Regions from separate parts of the Mus musculus genome. Here regions 1, 2, 4 and 5 are each linked to region 3. The links are chromatin contacts, called in public Hi-C and promoter capture Hi-C maps. All regions are on one chromosome and are shown on one strand. Each heading gives the region's core, a stretch centred on a gene start, on an enhancer-like site or on the middle of the called end of the contact. The rest is flanking DNA. Distances are from core to core; before and after follow the strand shown.

The links. Promoter capture Hi-C pulls out the DNA fragments that hold promoters and counts their contacts. Hi-C and Micro-C count contacts between places; a contact is called where the count stands out from the background.
Region 1: a contact with region 3 is called in a Hi-C map of B cells, with 8 read pairs. The contact joins the promoter of Ints14 here to the promoter of Pclaf in region 3. A contact is called at or near these places in 2 of 39 promoter capture datasets (cranial neural crest and liver) and 1 of 484 Hi-C or Micro-C datasets (B cells).
Region 2: a contact with region 3 is called in a promoter capture Hi-C map of erythroid cells, with 17 times the contacts expected there. The contact joins the promoter of Clpx here to the promoter of Pclaf in region 3. A contact is called at or near these places in 6 of 39 promoter capture datasets (the C10 cell line, cranial neural crest, erythroid cells and 3 more), 1 of 484 Hi-C or Micro-C datasets (B cells), 4 of 115 datasets of contacts at active chromatin or transcription factors (the SCID.adh cell line, bone marrow-derived macrophages, epiblast stem cells and 1 more) and 3 of 9 other capture datasets (adipose tissue, liver and pancreatic islet).
Region 4: a contact with region 3 is called in a promoter capture Hi-C map of pre-B cells, with 3 times the contacts expected there. The contact joins the promoter of Aph1c here to the promoter of Pclaf in region 3. A contact is called at or near these places in 5 of 39 promoter capture datasets (the C10 cell line, the HPC-7 cell line, erythroid cells and 1 more) and 1 of 115 datasets of contacts at active chromatin or transcription factors (large pre-B cells).
Region 5: a contact with region 3 is called in a promoter capture Hi-C map of pre-B cells, with 4 times the contacts expected there. The contact joins the promoter of Fbxl22 here to the promoter of Pclaf in region 3. A contact is called at or near these places in 5 of 39 promoter capture datasets (hippocampal neurons, liver, neutrophils and 1 more), 1 of 484 Hi-C or Micro-C datasets (CD4 T cells) and 1 of 115 datasets of contacts at active chromatin or transcription factors (memory CD8 T cells).

Annotation. Positions count from the first base shown.
Region 1 is chr9:64,959,502-64,962,201 of GRCm38.p6, reverse strand. Ints14 (integrator complex subunit 14) reads right to left here and starts at 1,370. Exons shown (of 13, transcript NM_001077631.2): 1 at 1,264-1,370; 2 at 204-508.
Region 2 is chr9:65,292,890-65,295,589 of GRCm38.p6, reverse strand. It overlaps Clpx (caseinolytic mitochondrial matrix peptidase chaperone subunit), which reads right to left and starts at 1,330. Exons shown (of 14, transcript NM_011802.3): 1 at 1,025-1,330. The coding sequence starts at 1,103. It also overlaps the pseudogene Gm16218.
Region 3 is chr9:65,888,913-65,891,612 of GRCm38.p6, reverse strand. Pclaf (PCNA clamp associated factor) reads right to left here and starts at 1,290. Exons shown (of 4, transcript NM_026515.2): 1 at 1,139-1,290; 2 at 804-881. The coding sequence starts at 1,184. All of the region lies in intron 1 of Trip4 (thyroid hormone receptor interactor 4), which reads left to right.
Region 4 is chr9:66,833,447-66,836,146 of GRCm38.p6, reverse strand. Aph1c (aph1 homolog C, gamma secretase subunit) reads left to right here and starts at 1,441. Exons shown (of 6, transcript NM_026674.3): 1 at 1,441-1,661. The coding sequence starts at 1,549.
Region 5 is chr9:66,513,301-66,516,000 of GRCm38.p6, reverse strand. It overlaps Fbxl22 (F-box and leucine-rich repeat protein 22), which reads left to right and starts at 1,408. Exons shown (of 2, transcript NM_175206.4): 1 at 1,408-1,782. The coding sequence starts at 1,448. Usp3 (ubiquitin specific peptidase 3) reads left to right here. Exons shown (of 15, transcript NM_144937.4): 15 at 1-1,362.

The DNA of each region.
Region 1 (2,700 bases), core at 121-2,620, 930 kb after region 3:
CTACCCCTAATACAACATACATTAATTCATTAGGAAAATACATTGTAAATTTTAACTCTGTACACAAAAATACACTTTCTTATTTAAGCAGAGCCACCAGGGAGTCCTGCACTTCTGCTCAGGTGCAGTTTATCCAGCTCTTGTGGGTCACATTTATGCACGGAAGCCTTTATGGTTTTTAAAGCTGATGATCACGCCCTCACCTCTTAAGAGATTGAGAAACAGTTTTCTGGATCAAGTACCAACAAGCACTTCCAGTCCATGAAATTGCTGCTAGCACTGCAATGGGTGACCGCAGCTGTCAGTCTGGCCTTCTCTGAAGACACCTGAGAAGCTGGCTCTTTCTCCTGACTGATGCATTTGTGTCAGGGCCCGAGTGCACTTCCTCAGCCGTGGCCGACTTGTGGCAATCCAATTTTGTTTTTGGGTTGTAAGCACTGGGATAAACGAAAGAATGGAACGTCCCTGAAGGCTGTTTCACTCAAGCAGTCTGGGCTTAGCCACAAAACTGAAAAATAAAAGATCTCTCATTAGTAGATAACACGATGTATTTCTCACTTGGGCTGACTCTGATCAAATTTCCCCACACCGCCCTCAGCCTTTCCAATTGGTACCATTTTACAATGTTTCAGATAACCAAGGGTTTTCTTTCTCCTGGACAGTCTACTCCTGATGATACATCCTCGCCACATGACTGCTCTAAAAGCCATCAATTACATTTATAGTTCTACTCTGAAGGGGATCATTAGCCCATTCATAGCAATTTGACGCTCAGGAATCTCTCAAAGCTCCACTTCAGTTTCTAAGTGCATACACGTCGGCTTTTCTGTCGCTCTGGCTTGCCCTACGAATTCCTCTAAATTCTCAGATGATTAATATCTGAATGGGTAGCCTGAAGTGCAGCAGAGTTCACTTAAGACTGCAACTGAAGAATAGACCTTTACCTTTAAAACGAGCCCAAAACATTTGTTGTATGGAACTCTCGGGGAAAGAGGGGACGGAAGTCTCAGGGTCCAGGGACGGAAGACTCTCAGGGGAGGAAGAAACACGGCCCCAAGCGCGGAATCCTGCTGCTTACAAGACCCGGGCCACACAGAGGGCAGGCCTGTCGCAGGCCCTGGAGCCAGCGCCCCTGAGACCGCCACCCTACGCGGGCCTCAGAGAAGGTCCGCCGCCCGCCCTGTGTTGTTCCTTCCACTCCTTCCCCTGTAACCCCAACCGCCATCGAAACACAGCCCTCAACAGGCACATTCCCTGACTTACCCGGAGCCCATCTCCAGCCTCTGTCCGTCCGCTTAAACCTTCCGTCCGCGCGCCATAGCCGGAACTTAAGGGCCGTGCGACATAAGGGAACCCGGAGGCAGCGAATAGCGTGGGCTGGGCGGGGCTTCCAGCCCACGGGCGCTGGGTTGTGGCTCTCCCGGGACGCTAGGGGGTGCTCCTCCTCTGTCTCTTGCCCACGGAGCCCCAATTTCCTCCCAGGCTGAGCCCTGCGGGGGGTTTCTGGCCCTTCCCCCTTTGTCTTACCCCATTCTGGGTGCCTCCCTCCATTTATCTCTGCTTTGCCTTTTTATTAACCTGTAGACCCCTGGCCAGTGTCTAACATTTCTGTCATTGCTTTTCTTCTTCAGAATTCTCAGTCACACCGACAGAACAGTAGGATGCTCTTCCTACTCTTAAAAAACTGTAATCCCCGGCTGAGTGCTCAGACTGTAAGCACCTGGCTGCCCTGAGTCTAAGTTGCATTGAGATCTTAGTACCACGTTATTTCCCTACCCTGACTTTGAGACCGGCAGAAGCGTGACTCAGTTATTGCTTTTGTGCCTGAGATGTGCTGAAGGTTTTGCTTTTAGGATTCCATGTAAGGCTTTGAGGGTCCCTGCCTGCTTCTCTCCACCAGGTGTCCCTAGCATAGCATATGCCTCAGGGAGTTCCTGGGCGGGGATGAGAGGGTGAGGTGGGCAAAAGGTGACTTGCTAACCCTGTGGGCTGTAGGGGCCTGGAGAATGTCAGTTAGTAGTAGGCCTCAACGGATGCTAACAGAACGCTGGGTAGTTATGGTTCAAAGACCAATACTTCACAACAGCAATTACAAGTGAGAACACAGAGCTCCCTGTAAAGTCTTAGGCATATGGCTTTCTTTAAGCTTATGGGTTGCAAGCGGGATAAGGAAGGGAAACTCTTAGAACTGACTTACCACAACTTGCTCCGTGGGAAAGTGTTTGTTGTTCTTTAATGTTTCCTCTTTCTATTAGAGGTGGCAGAGAAAGCCAACACTAGACTCTGGGGAACCAATATCAAGGCCGCATGGCCTGTAGACTTAGCTTTTGTTTGCTGCAGGACATCTTTCTCCAACCAGGCTAGTTTCAATATTTCAAAAGACCTTGCTATGTTTGAACAGTTATGGGGCTCTAGGTAAGTAAGAATATATAGCCTGATTACTTAGCCGTAATGGGAGAGATCTGGCCAAGACTATGCAGACAGAGGAGTTATCTGTCTAGTTGCTCTATTGTGGTGATGATTCAGCCATGGATTGCTGTTCTAGGCCAGCTTAGATACATGGTCTGGTTTATGACCTTAAAGACTAAACTTAAGTTAATTAGTTTGCTCATTTTTAATGATCTGATAGGTGTTCAGATTTGTTGTCGTCGTCCTCGTTCTGCTGAACAGCTGGCTTTTCGGTGACGTAGAAAGGAATAA
Region 2 (2,700 bases), core at 81-2,580, 600 kb after region 3:
CTCAACGAATGTAGGTCAAACAATACATTAAAATTATGTTTCTTTCCAGTGTTTACAAATCAAACCTCTGGAACTGGGACACCTACTTGAGGTGTGGCAATGTTTTAAGACTAAATCTTACACTTACGTGTCAATACTAAATGCTTCCGCCTATGTTACTCCATTTCATGTGTATTATAAACTGCCAATTATACAGTTAGTAGACAATGATGATTTTAGAATTAGTCAAAAAAAAAAAAAAAAGGAAAACTGCTTTTATTGATCCAAGGATCGTCATGAAAAGACATCTGTAAGTTCAGAGCCTAACAAGACCTAGCCTTACAATCTGATATGCATAGACTTGTGGGAAAGAAAAACGGGTTTCATTCCCGGAATCTCTTGGCAGGTGTGCACTCTGTCACAGGTCCTGATGAATAGAGAAGCAAAGTAAACAAGAGCCACTCCACTCTTAGAGGCTGATCCCAGCTGTCAAGCTGGGGAAGCGGGCGAATGACTGTTGCTAAATTTAAGTATTTCAGGAATTCCAGCGGTCGTTTTCGCCCCACCTCCCCGCTGCTTTCTTGGGACCCCAAGTTTCCCAAATATCTTGGGACCCCAAGTTTCCCAAATATCTGGAAGGCCAGCGAGCTGTGTTTACGTCTTGTCGTCCCCGAGACCGCACAATGTCAGTGACACCCTTGCGCTGCCGGTCCAGGCGACTAGCCCGACAACCGGGCACAGACTCCCCAAAAGTGACAGGCCCCAAGAAGGGCTGCACGGGGGACACTTTTAACGAGTGTTGCGTCGCACTCGGTTGTTCTCCCTGAGTTGAGGCGAGATGGCCTCATTCCAGCCCCCAAACTCCGAAGGCCCGAGAGCTCACAGGCCAGCGATAGCCCACCGGGTTTCCTTCCAATCCGACAGCCAGGTACTCCAGAGGCTCGTAGCGCCTCGCAGCCTTCAAGCCCTCCTCTCCCCCCGGGATCCCCACAGGTTCACTCGCCGAGAGCCCAGAGCGGGCACCGGCTCGGGACTACTTCGTTACCTCTCTGCGCGGAGGTGAGCGAAGTGGTGAGAAGCCGGGCGGCCGCAGCGCCGCAGGTACAAGCGCCGCAACTGGACATCTCCGCGGGGCCTAGGCCAGGGCTTCGCGCCCTGAGGATCGAGGGGGCTCAGCGACCCGATCGTGTCGCGCGAGTGTTCCGCTGACTGGCTCCGCTCCCTTCCGTCGGTTCTATGCTGGCGCAGCGTTTTCCCCACCAGGCAGCCAGGCCTGGACGATCCCAGCGTCCCACCGCCTTCTACTCACCGGAGTAGGCTCCTCCCCTCCTCCCCTCCCTCCCTACTCTCCCCCATTCCCCGCCCACCCCGGCCGGGGAGCGTGCGCGCGCTTGCGTCCTAGACCCAGGAGGAGGCGTGAGTTTACGCTGCGCATGCGTGGAGACTAACGTGATTCCAGAGAATGGGGCGGTAACCTGGGCACCAATGAGCGCGCTACGGCAAGCGGCGAACCCAAAATTTTGCGGTCGCCTAATTTCTCGGGAAGTCTCTTTATTCGGATGTTAAAAAGTTTTAGACCCAAAGAGACACGCGCCGTGTCGGGAGTTGACCCTACGCTTCTTAGGAGCAGGGGAAATAAAAGCGCAAAAAGGTGAGGATCTTTTTTAAGTGATCCGAAAACTAAGAATGTAATTCAGTGGTAAAGACCATAATCCCACATAATAATTATAAACAGACAGTAACTACCAGGCGCTTGCACTTCGGCAAGTTCCTTCCTTCATGGACTCTATATCCTGGCTTCCTTTATGTTCGCTGTTTCGTTTCATTTGCAGCATGGAAATGGTCTCCTAATCCCACTCCCACTCCGAGCAACAAGCTGGATAGAGCTAGCTTTCCTTGCTCTTTCAAGCTTTGTGATGATAAAGTTTTCAGTCGGGGCTAGTTGCCTGTGTGGATTTTTGTTTTGGTTTTCTGAGCGAGGGTTTGTCTGTGTAACCTTGGCTGTCCAAGAACTCCCTCTGTAGACCAGGCTGACCTCGAATTTAAGAGTACTGCCTCTAACACCATATGGGTTTTATTTGGGTTTGGTTTGGAATTTATGCCAGAGTAATTATATATATATCATCAACTCTAGCCGCCAAATTGCTAGGTGGCCTGGAACTTGTTCTGTAGCTGAAAATGGCTCTGAACATCTGATGCCTGTGCTCCCACCTCTAGATGAGACTACCGAGTTGTACCACACCCTGCTGGAACCTTTAGACAGAAACTGTGAGGAAAGAGAATTAAGCCAGGATCAACACCAGTTCACTTACATTAACCAGCGTCAATCTCCAGCCAGAAAAGTGACTTCCAGTTCCCCGGGTCTAGCTCACAGAAGGGGAATTCCAGGTGGTTCATACTACTACAGGGTTCTTTCTTAGAGAGCTGACTCGTGGTAACACCTCATGGTAAAGTTTCAGAGATGAAAGAGAATTCTTGTCTTTCTTCACTAAGACCCACTCCTTCTTCAGCTGCATCCAGGAATACAGTTGTGAGGAGAGACTCAAGTCCTCTCAGTATGTTGCTTTCCAACTGTGTTCTTAGACTCTCTCAGAAGCTCTCCCTCCATGGATGCTGTGAGCAAACCAAGAGGGCTGTCTCTGGCTTCTCCCGCCCAAAAAGAGAAGTTATGGGTTTTTTTGTTTTTGTTTTTTCGAGACAGGGTTTCTCTGTGTAGCCCTG
Region 3 (2,700 bases), core at 41-2,540:
TTTAGCTACGTAACAAGTTTGGGGCTACCCTGAATTACATGAGAACGTGTGTGTGTGTGTGTGTGTGTGTTATTCCAGCAGTGGGGAGATGGAGGGCAGAAGGATCTGGAGTTCAAAGGTGTTCTTTGTACATAAAAATGTTGAGGCCAGCCTGGGCTACATGAGACCTTGGAAGAAGGAAAAGGGAGGGAAGGAGGGAGAACAAAAGGGAGGAGAGAGTTAAAAAGGAAGGTCGGATAGGGGAAGAACTGGGGAGTAGAGGAGGAGGGAAAAGCAGAGACAAAAGCAAACCAATCTGGGGCAGTGTGGTTAGCTCAGCGGTAGGGTACTTGTTCAACATGGGCAAGGAAGGCCCAGGGTTCAGTTCCCAAAGATTGCATGCATGGTCAAACAGACACTCACATACATCCCCCAACCGGAAACGCGGTAGTACAGTCAATCATCACCATAAATCTAATGAGGAGACACTTAAGTAGCCTCCAAGAAAATAGTAACTGTTAACAATTTTTAAAACACCATTCAGAAAAGAAAAAAAAAAGTTTAAAAATATACTGCCCCTCACCACCAAGACATGAATTTTCCATTGGACCCTCACCCCCATCCAAGCCTGCTGAAAGACTAAGGCTCCCTTAGAGGGCGAGAAAGAAATTTAGGTGTGAGAATGTCAACGGAAACAAATTCCAGAGGAAGGAAACTAAGTAAAAATAAATCCACCGCGGGTCAGGACCACACAGGTTAGTACTGCCTTGCCCGGCCTGATGCTCTCGGGGTGTTACTTCAGAAGCTTCCACGACCCTTCCTACCTTTTCTCGACGAACTTGAAGAATTGGTGACAAAGGTGGAGGAGCCAAGCACCTTCCTAGGGGCTTGAGAAGCCACCGCTGCAGAGAGAGATAAATAGGGGCGTTCAGAAAAGGCAGGAGGGTTCGGATCCCCGAGCTTTGTTCTACAACAGTCCCAGGCCAGTAAAGAGGAGGGAGATGAACAGCAGCAAACGACCTTGCCTGTTCTCTGCAGCTTATTAGCAGTGAGGGCCGGGAGCCTGCCTTCTAGCTGCTCAATGGGAGGCAGCCATGGGCGTCTCCACCCCTGGACAGGCTGCCTAGGGAACCCCCTGCCACCTCGCTGCATCATTTACCTTTTCTGTAGGCTCCTGGAACGTAGTTTGCTTTGGTCCGCACCATGTTCACACAAGAAGAGACAACTTTCACCGTCACCCCAACTGCAGATGTCTCAATTAGAGAAGAACCCGAAAATGATGTTCCCGCCACCGTTTAAATGGGTCTCTTTCCCGCGCGCTCCAAGCGCTTGAGAACCTCGATTCTTATTGGTTCCGCGCCTTCACTCTGGACCAATTGACAGCGTCCAGCAGTGACAGCCTCGAGACTTAAGGTTTTGCTGGCCAGTCAGTCCATCAGCCCCAGTGGTCGTGATTTGTACCTCCCTGGTAGGCGGTGCTAGGACTCTGGGTGGGGGAAGAGGGGGGCACGAAGTATGGAGGTGAGGTAGATAGGTTGTGAACTAGCCAAAATAAAACCAAGTAGAGATAGGGATTGTAAAATTTCTTCAAAAGTTACCAGAGTTAAATCCATGATAATTAAACACTGAAAGTGAAAATTAAGTGGACTTTTCTATGTAAATCATAACTAAAGTTTAGTATCCTAAGGATGAACCCTACTGTGTTCTAAAACAACTTTCTGAGGCGGGAGAAAGGAAAACTCAATTTAGTTTATTTAGTTTACAGTGTTTTAAAAACCGTTTTCAGATCGCATGAGACAAAAAATTAGGACAAATTGTCCATACACATATAAAAATAAGTAAATAAAATTTAAAAAACATGGCCAAAGAATTTTTTAAATGCCAAATGTAAAAGGGTCACAGCACCAACCCACGTGAGGATAACCCTGCAAAAAAGAGATCATATTGTCTGACCCATATTTCAAATTACAATATTCCTAAGAATTTGTGTTTGTTCTGAATGCCATGCACGAAACAAAACCGTATGTGCTTGCTGCAGAATGCTGTCTGTTAATGCTTGTTTAAAAGATGACCCTTCAGCATGTTACAGAACTACTTTTCTGCAGTGAATTATGCTTGAACAGCAATGAAATCTATTCAGGGCCTTAACCAAATCAACAATTAATAGTATATTCAATTTAAAGATTTTAAAGCCAGGCCTACTGCACCTTGTAATCTCAGCCCTGAGGAGGCAGAGAGACTGGGAAATTGTGAGTTCCTTGCCAGTCTGGGCTAGATCACAATATTTTAGAAAAAAGAAAAAAATATAGAAAGGAAGAAAAGAAAAGGGGCACAGTAGTTGAGAGTATTGCTGCTTTTTCAGAGGAACCCAGTTCAATTCCTAGCACTAGCATGGCAGTTCATTCATGGCAGTAACCAAGCTCCAAGTGACTTGGCACCCTCACACAGACATGCAGGCAGGCAAAATGCCAATACACATAAAATTAAAATAAATCGTTTATTTAAAAAAAGAAAGGAAGGAAGGAAAGGAAAGAGCTAGACCGAAAAAACAGGAGCTGGAGAGGTAACTCAGCAGTTAAGAGAACTGGCTACTCTTCCAGGGACCCTGGAGTACACAGGTTCAATTCCTAGCACCTCCATATCAGCTCACAACTGTTTGTAACTCCAGCTCCAGGGGATCTGACACATTGACACAGACACACTCAGGCAAGATGGGAATCA
Region 4 (2,700 bases), core at 192-2,691, 940 kb before region 3:
GGGCATTAGAGCAGATGCAGAGGTGGGAATGAATAGCTGTTAAAGAGGCTAGATAGCCCAAGATATTGGCTCTGTATCTACAGCGTTTCAATTCTCCACAAACATGAATGTAATTAGTCAATATTAACCTTGTAGCATTCTTAACATAGCTGTGGTTGTTTGTCCTGAAATTTAAATTCAGATATGATTAGAGAATGCCTTTAAAATTTTTTAAGTTTTTGGAGATCAGGGCTGTTAGTGGCACAGAAACCAACTTGTCAGAACAACTCGTCAGTATTTCATTATTCCTTTTCCATAGGGGATGATTCACCTGGGTCATACCAGCCCAGTTGGATTTTTACATAGGATGGGAGCCCCACATTCCTGCAACCACGGACACAGAAAAAATACTTACTTTAAAGGAACCGTGCCCCTGTCCTGCTGTTTACTTCAATTGACCTTCAGCACAAAAGTGGCCTGGTAATCTCCCTTAGACCACCTTACAGTTGGCCAGCACCAGGGACAATGTGTACCCACAGGCAAGAGGGCTGGGGCACAGCTTTTAAGTCTTCAGTGAGCCACGCTTTGGAATAAGGACCTGCAGCGCTGGCAAGTCTGAGGCTTGGTGTAGCCCTTTGCCTCTCGGAGGTCTAGGCGCCCGCCCAGTTCGGCGGGCAACTTTCATTGCCCCAAGAAACCTAGAGAAGAAACCTTGAAGGACCCCTTTCCATTCTCAGCACCCCGAGTGCTCTGAAGAACTGCCCAGCCCTCAAGGCCCCGCCCCGCAGTCTGACGGCACGTGGAGTCCCAGGAGGCCGCGTTGCTGCCCAGCCTGCCCGCACACCGAATCCTTCCAGGCTGCACCTCCGCTCTGACCGCTTGTGAAGCCCCTCGAGGCCCTGTCCCCTGCGCTGTACGCACGCAGAGACACTAGAGGCCGCCCCGGTTCTGACAGCACGTGGAGCCCCTCGAGGAACCGCCTCTCTGACAGCTTCTCGATGCCGCTGCACAGGTTCTAACAGTACTCTGAGCCTCTCAAGAAATAGCTTCCCGAATCCTGCACCGCCATTCGCTCTCAGCGCCTGGAGCACCTCCTGGAACTACCTCCCGAGATCCGCCTGGACACCCCTCTGCGACTGACCGTTGTGCGATACAGGCTCTGTTTTTCGAGCTCCGCCCCCGCCCAGTCCTGCCTTGCTGTGGAGCAGCTCGAGGACCCGCCTCCTCGACTCCACCCCGCCCTCTGCAAAAACAAGCCGCGGAGCATCTCAAGGCACTTCATCTAGAGCGCCGCTCCGCCCTCTGCTCTGACTGGCTGTGTCCTGCACCGCCCCCAGGCTCTGATTGGCCAGAAACCGCCCCTAAGGCACCGCCTCTCGTACGTCCCGCCCTCCGCTCAAAAAAGCCTTGGAGCACCTCGAGGCCCCGCCTCCCGGGCTTTGCTCCGCCCCCTTCTCTGATCGAGCCCGGAGTACCTGGCAGGCCTGCCCCGCCCCGCATTCCGCTAAGAAATCGTCCCAGTCACCTCGGATCCACTCAGGTCCCCCGGGACTGGCTTCTGTGGGTACCATGACGCTGCCTGTGTTCTTCGGTTGCGCCTTCATCGCCTTCGGGCCCGCGTTCGCACTCTACCTCTTCACCATCGCCACCGACCCTTTGCGCGTCATTTTCCTCATCGCTGGGTGAGGTTGAGCCGAGTCCCGGACACCGCGGGTCCCTCCCTCTCCTGGGTTTCCACGACCCCGGGATCCCCATCTCCCAGTGGCTCCCAGCTTGTGGGACTGTCCAAGACTGGGGGGAGGGGGTTCAGGCTGAGCAGGCGAGTCCTGCGGGTCTTGGCTTCTGTGGAAGATGGGAATAAGTGGATACATTCGTGTATGGAGCCTTAGTCTTTCCGTAGGAATTTCTCATTTCACTCAGTGCTCAGCGGCATCGAAGAGCTGTTCTCACTCTCTGCCATTAAAGACACCTGGGGATCAGTTGTCCACCTCCTCAACCCCCGTTCTTGGACTCAGAATGCCTGTGAGGAATTTGGGCTCAGATTTTTCTTGTAGGCCCCTGGGTAATGGTTGGGGTGCAGCCAATGGTGAAAGCCTGAGAAAACCGCTGCAACACCTGACCAGTCTTGCTGAGAACTTGGTAAATATCTAACTCTGCTGGTGACTGCGGTCTTGATCCCTTTGCACCTGCTGAGACTGAGTTTCTGAGACTTGGCACCCAGGCAACTCACTGGCTAGCCAGGAACTCCAGCCTCTCTGCGTTCTTTTTTCCTGTAATAAATAGTGCTCCTTCGCTGTTGGCATTAAAAATCAATAGAGTCTGTTGAACGTCAAGCTTGCTGTGTCCTTAAAGTCCACAGGAAGGTTGTAAGAACCGGGCCTGGAAAACAACTAGACCACAGCATGGGTTTTCAACTTCTGAGTTTTCCATGGTGCACACAATAAATACAGGTGTAGGTGTTTGTTTTCCTTCAGAAAAGATACTTATCTTTACAGACAGCTAAGCCATTAAATTCACATTTTCTAGGATATGAAAATTGTAACAGCCACTGGTTATATGTTTCTATGGCACACCAATGAGGCAAAGCAGTAACCAACTTCCTCGTTGCCAGTCCTTGGCAGATAGTGTTCTGGTGTACACAGACAGGGTCACTGAATCGTCCTTGTTGAGGGCATCTGACGTTCCTCTTGGACTGTTTTTTCACTAGGAGGAAAATGGACC
Region 5 (2,700 bases), core at 159-2,658, 620 kb before region 3:
AAGAGGAGGCACATGTGTGTGTGACTGTCACCACTGGGCAGTAGCCCTCAAGGGAGTGGTGGCCATGCCAAGATCATTGGCCATTAAGACTTAGTAGTCTGTATGATGCCAAGATGTCATTGTGCACGTTACCATTCATTCTGGCTGCAGACGAATCACATCCTAGTCCCGCCTCACCAGCTGGGCTCTTCTGTGGATTGTTTCCAGGCAGAGCAAGCCGGGCAGTGGTGGCGCTCGCCTTTAGTTCCAGCACTCAGGAGGCAGAGGCAGGCGGATTTCTGAGTTCGAGGCCAGCCTGGTCTACAAAGTGAGTTCCAGGACAGCCAGGGATATACAGAGAAACCCTGTCTCAAAAAGCCAAAAAAAAAAAAAAAAAAAAAAAAGAGGAGGAGGAGAGGAAGGAAGAAGAAATGGCAGAGCAACAGCCATCAGGGGCCAGTCTTGTAGCCTACATGGGCAGGAGGAAAGGGGAGTAGTCATTAAGGGGTTCTGTGGAGTTCTTTCAGGGGAAGCTGTAGTAGTCTTAGGTTTCCACCAAGTTGTATGCACTTAGAGCAGCTTCATACTTCCAGATCTGCAGCACAGCTTCCTAAAAAGCAGGGCAGCTGGGGGCTGTGTGCAAGCATTGAAACCCATCAGACTTGCAGTTCACTTCCAGTTATTTACACTTCAATTAAGTGTTCAAAAATAGAAACTGCCCACCCTCACATATTGGGGAATGCTATCTAGGACAGATAATGAAACTCTGCAAATCACCCACGAAAAAGAACACATGCACCAGTCTGTCTGTCTCACACACACGTGCTAGCTTTTAAAATAACATTTCAGATGAATCTTATGACAGTTTAGGGTAAAAATGGAGCCATTTGGGCCTTGCCATTGGGGTTTAAAGATAGCTCATCTTTGCAAGGTAGCCATTAGTGTCCTGAGCTAAAGTACCAAGCATGATCCTCAGATTCCACTCACAGTTTGGGGCATGGTAAAAATGACCTCTTCCTAGCAAGGGTGAGCAGAGGAGCCGCACCGACACACTCTGATACCTAACAGCTAATACTCACTGTCCTGCTAGGAGAAAGGCTGCAAGCCCAGGAAGGGCTGTTGTCGCTAATTACCTCCAATGAAAACACCTTAGTAAAAGCCAAGAGCCCTGTGCTCAACACTTATCAGCTCAGAGGAAAAGAAATCCCTTTTAAGGAAAACTTGTAACTTCAATGGGCTGCTCTTCTGCCAGGACTTTCAGGCCCTCTGAACATAAGCCGAACCACAGATGGCTTCGAGTAAGTCTGGATCCTGACACCCGCCCTCCCCACCCCGAGCTTCAGCACCAGTTGTTGGCCAAAAATAAACACCATTCCTCAACCATATATGTCCACCAGTCCTGATCTGGGGAGGAAGCAGGAGGCAGGTCAGACCCTTTCTGGGCATTCACGTGCGGCCACCACTCACCATGCACATAACCCAGCTCAATCGGGAGTGTCTGCTGTGTCTCTTCTCCTTCCTGGACAAGGACAGCCGGAGGAGCCTCTCCAGGACTTGCTCCCAGCTCCGAGATGTGTTTGAGGACCCCACCCTCTGGCCCCTGCTGCACTTCCATTCTCTCGCAGAGCTCAAGAAAGACAACTTCCGGCTGAGCCCTGCGCTGCGCAGCCTGTCCATCTGTTGGCATTCCAGCCGTGTGCAGGTGTGCAGCATCGAGGACTGGCTCAAGAGCGCCCTCCAGAGGAGCATCTGCAGCCAGCACGAGAGCCTGGTTAATGATTTCCTCCTGCAGGTGTGCAACAGGTAGGCCACCTTGCCCCTGAGCACTGTGGCTTTGTTGGCCCTGGCTCCAGGGAGGGCTGGGAAGCACACATTCCAAGAGCAATATGGCTCAGATTGAGACCAAGGCAGACAACCAGTGCCCAAAGAGTTGGGTTAAATCGGCTCACTCTCAGCTCCTAAAAATGCTGCTGTGGCAAATGAAGTTGAGTTCAGCTGGGTTCAGCGGCTCCTTGGAGCAGCTGTCTTCACTGGCAGCCATTAAGGCCTGGTTGGGTTCAGCTGAGCCTGGATTTTCAAGGTCAGGCTCCCAAAGGCATCAGTTGGCTCAGGCCTCTAATTTGGCCAAAAATAAACACCATTCCTCAAACAAGAATGCAGTTACCGAGGCCTGAGAACTGCTGCTAAGGAAGGAGAGCTAGGGTGCTCAGGTAAGCTGAAGCAAAGCCTATGCAAAGTAGCAGTGAGCGTCTCCTCTGGGGAACACACTTGTCCTGCACAGCACTCAGGGATGGATTTCAACTGTCAGGGCATAAGGGATACTCTGAGACATAGTGTGCTGTGCCAGTGTAGGACTGCCAGATCTTAGCAAGTAAGATACACACCACCCAGTTATATTTGAATTTGAGATAAACCGTAATAGGGGATGCCCTGAAAAATCCCCTATTTGATCTTTTGATGCCACACATCCCTCCCTCCTCCCCCCAATCCCTTGCACAGGCTGAGCCACAAAATGGGTCAGTCACACCTTCCTGTGCAGGGAAGCTATGGCCAACATGGCTGTGCCAGCTGCTGAGGAGAAAGAGCTCCCTGCTAGCTAAGAAGCATGGGTGGTTGCTAGCTGCTGCCATCTAGGGTTAGTACCACTGTGGGCTGGCCTCACCACAGAAAGTAATTACAGGGGCCTGCCTTTCACTTGTTCTCTTCCCAAGTTGGATTTGG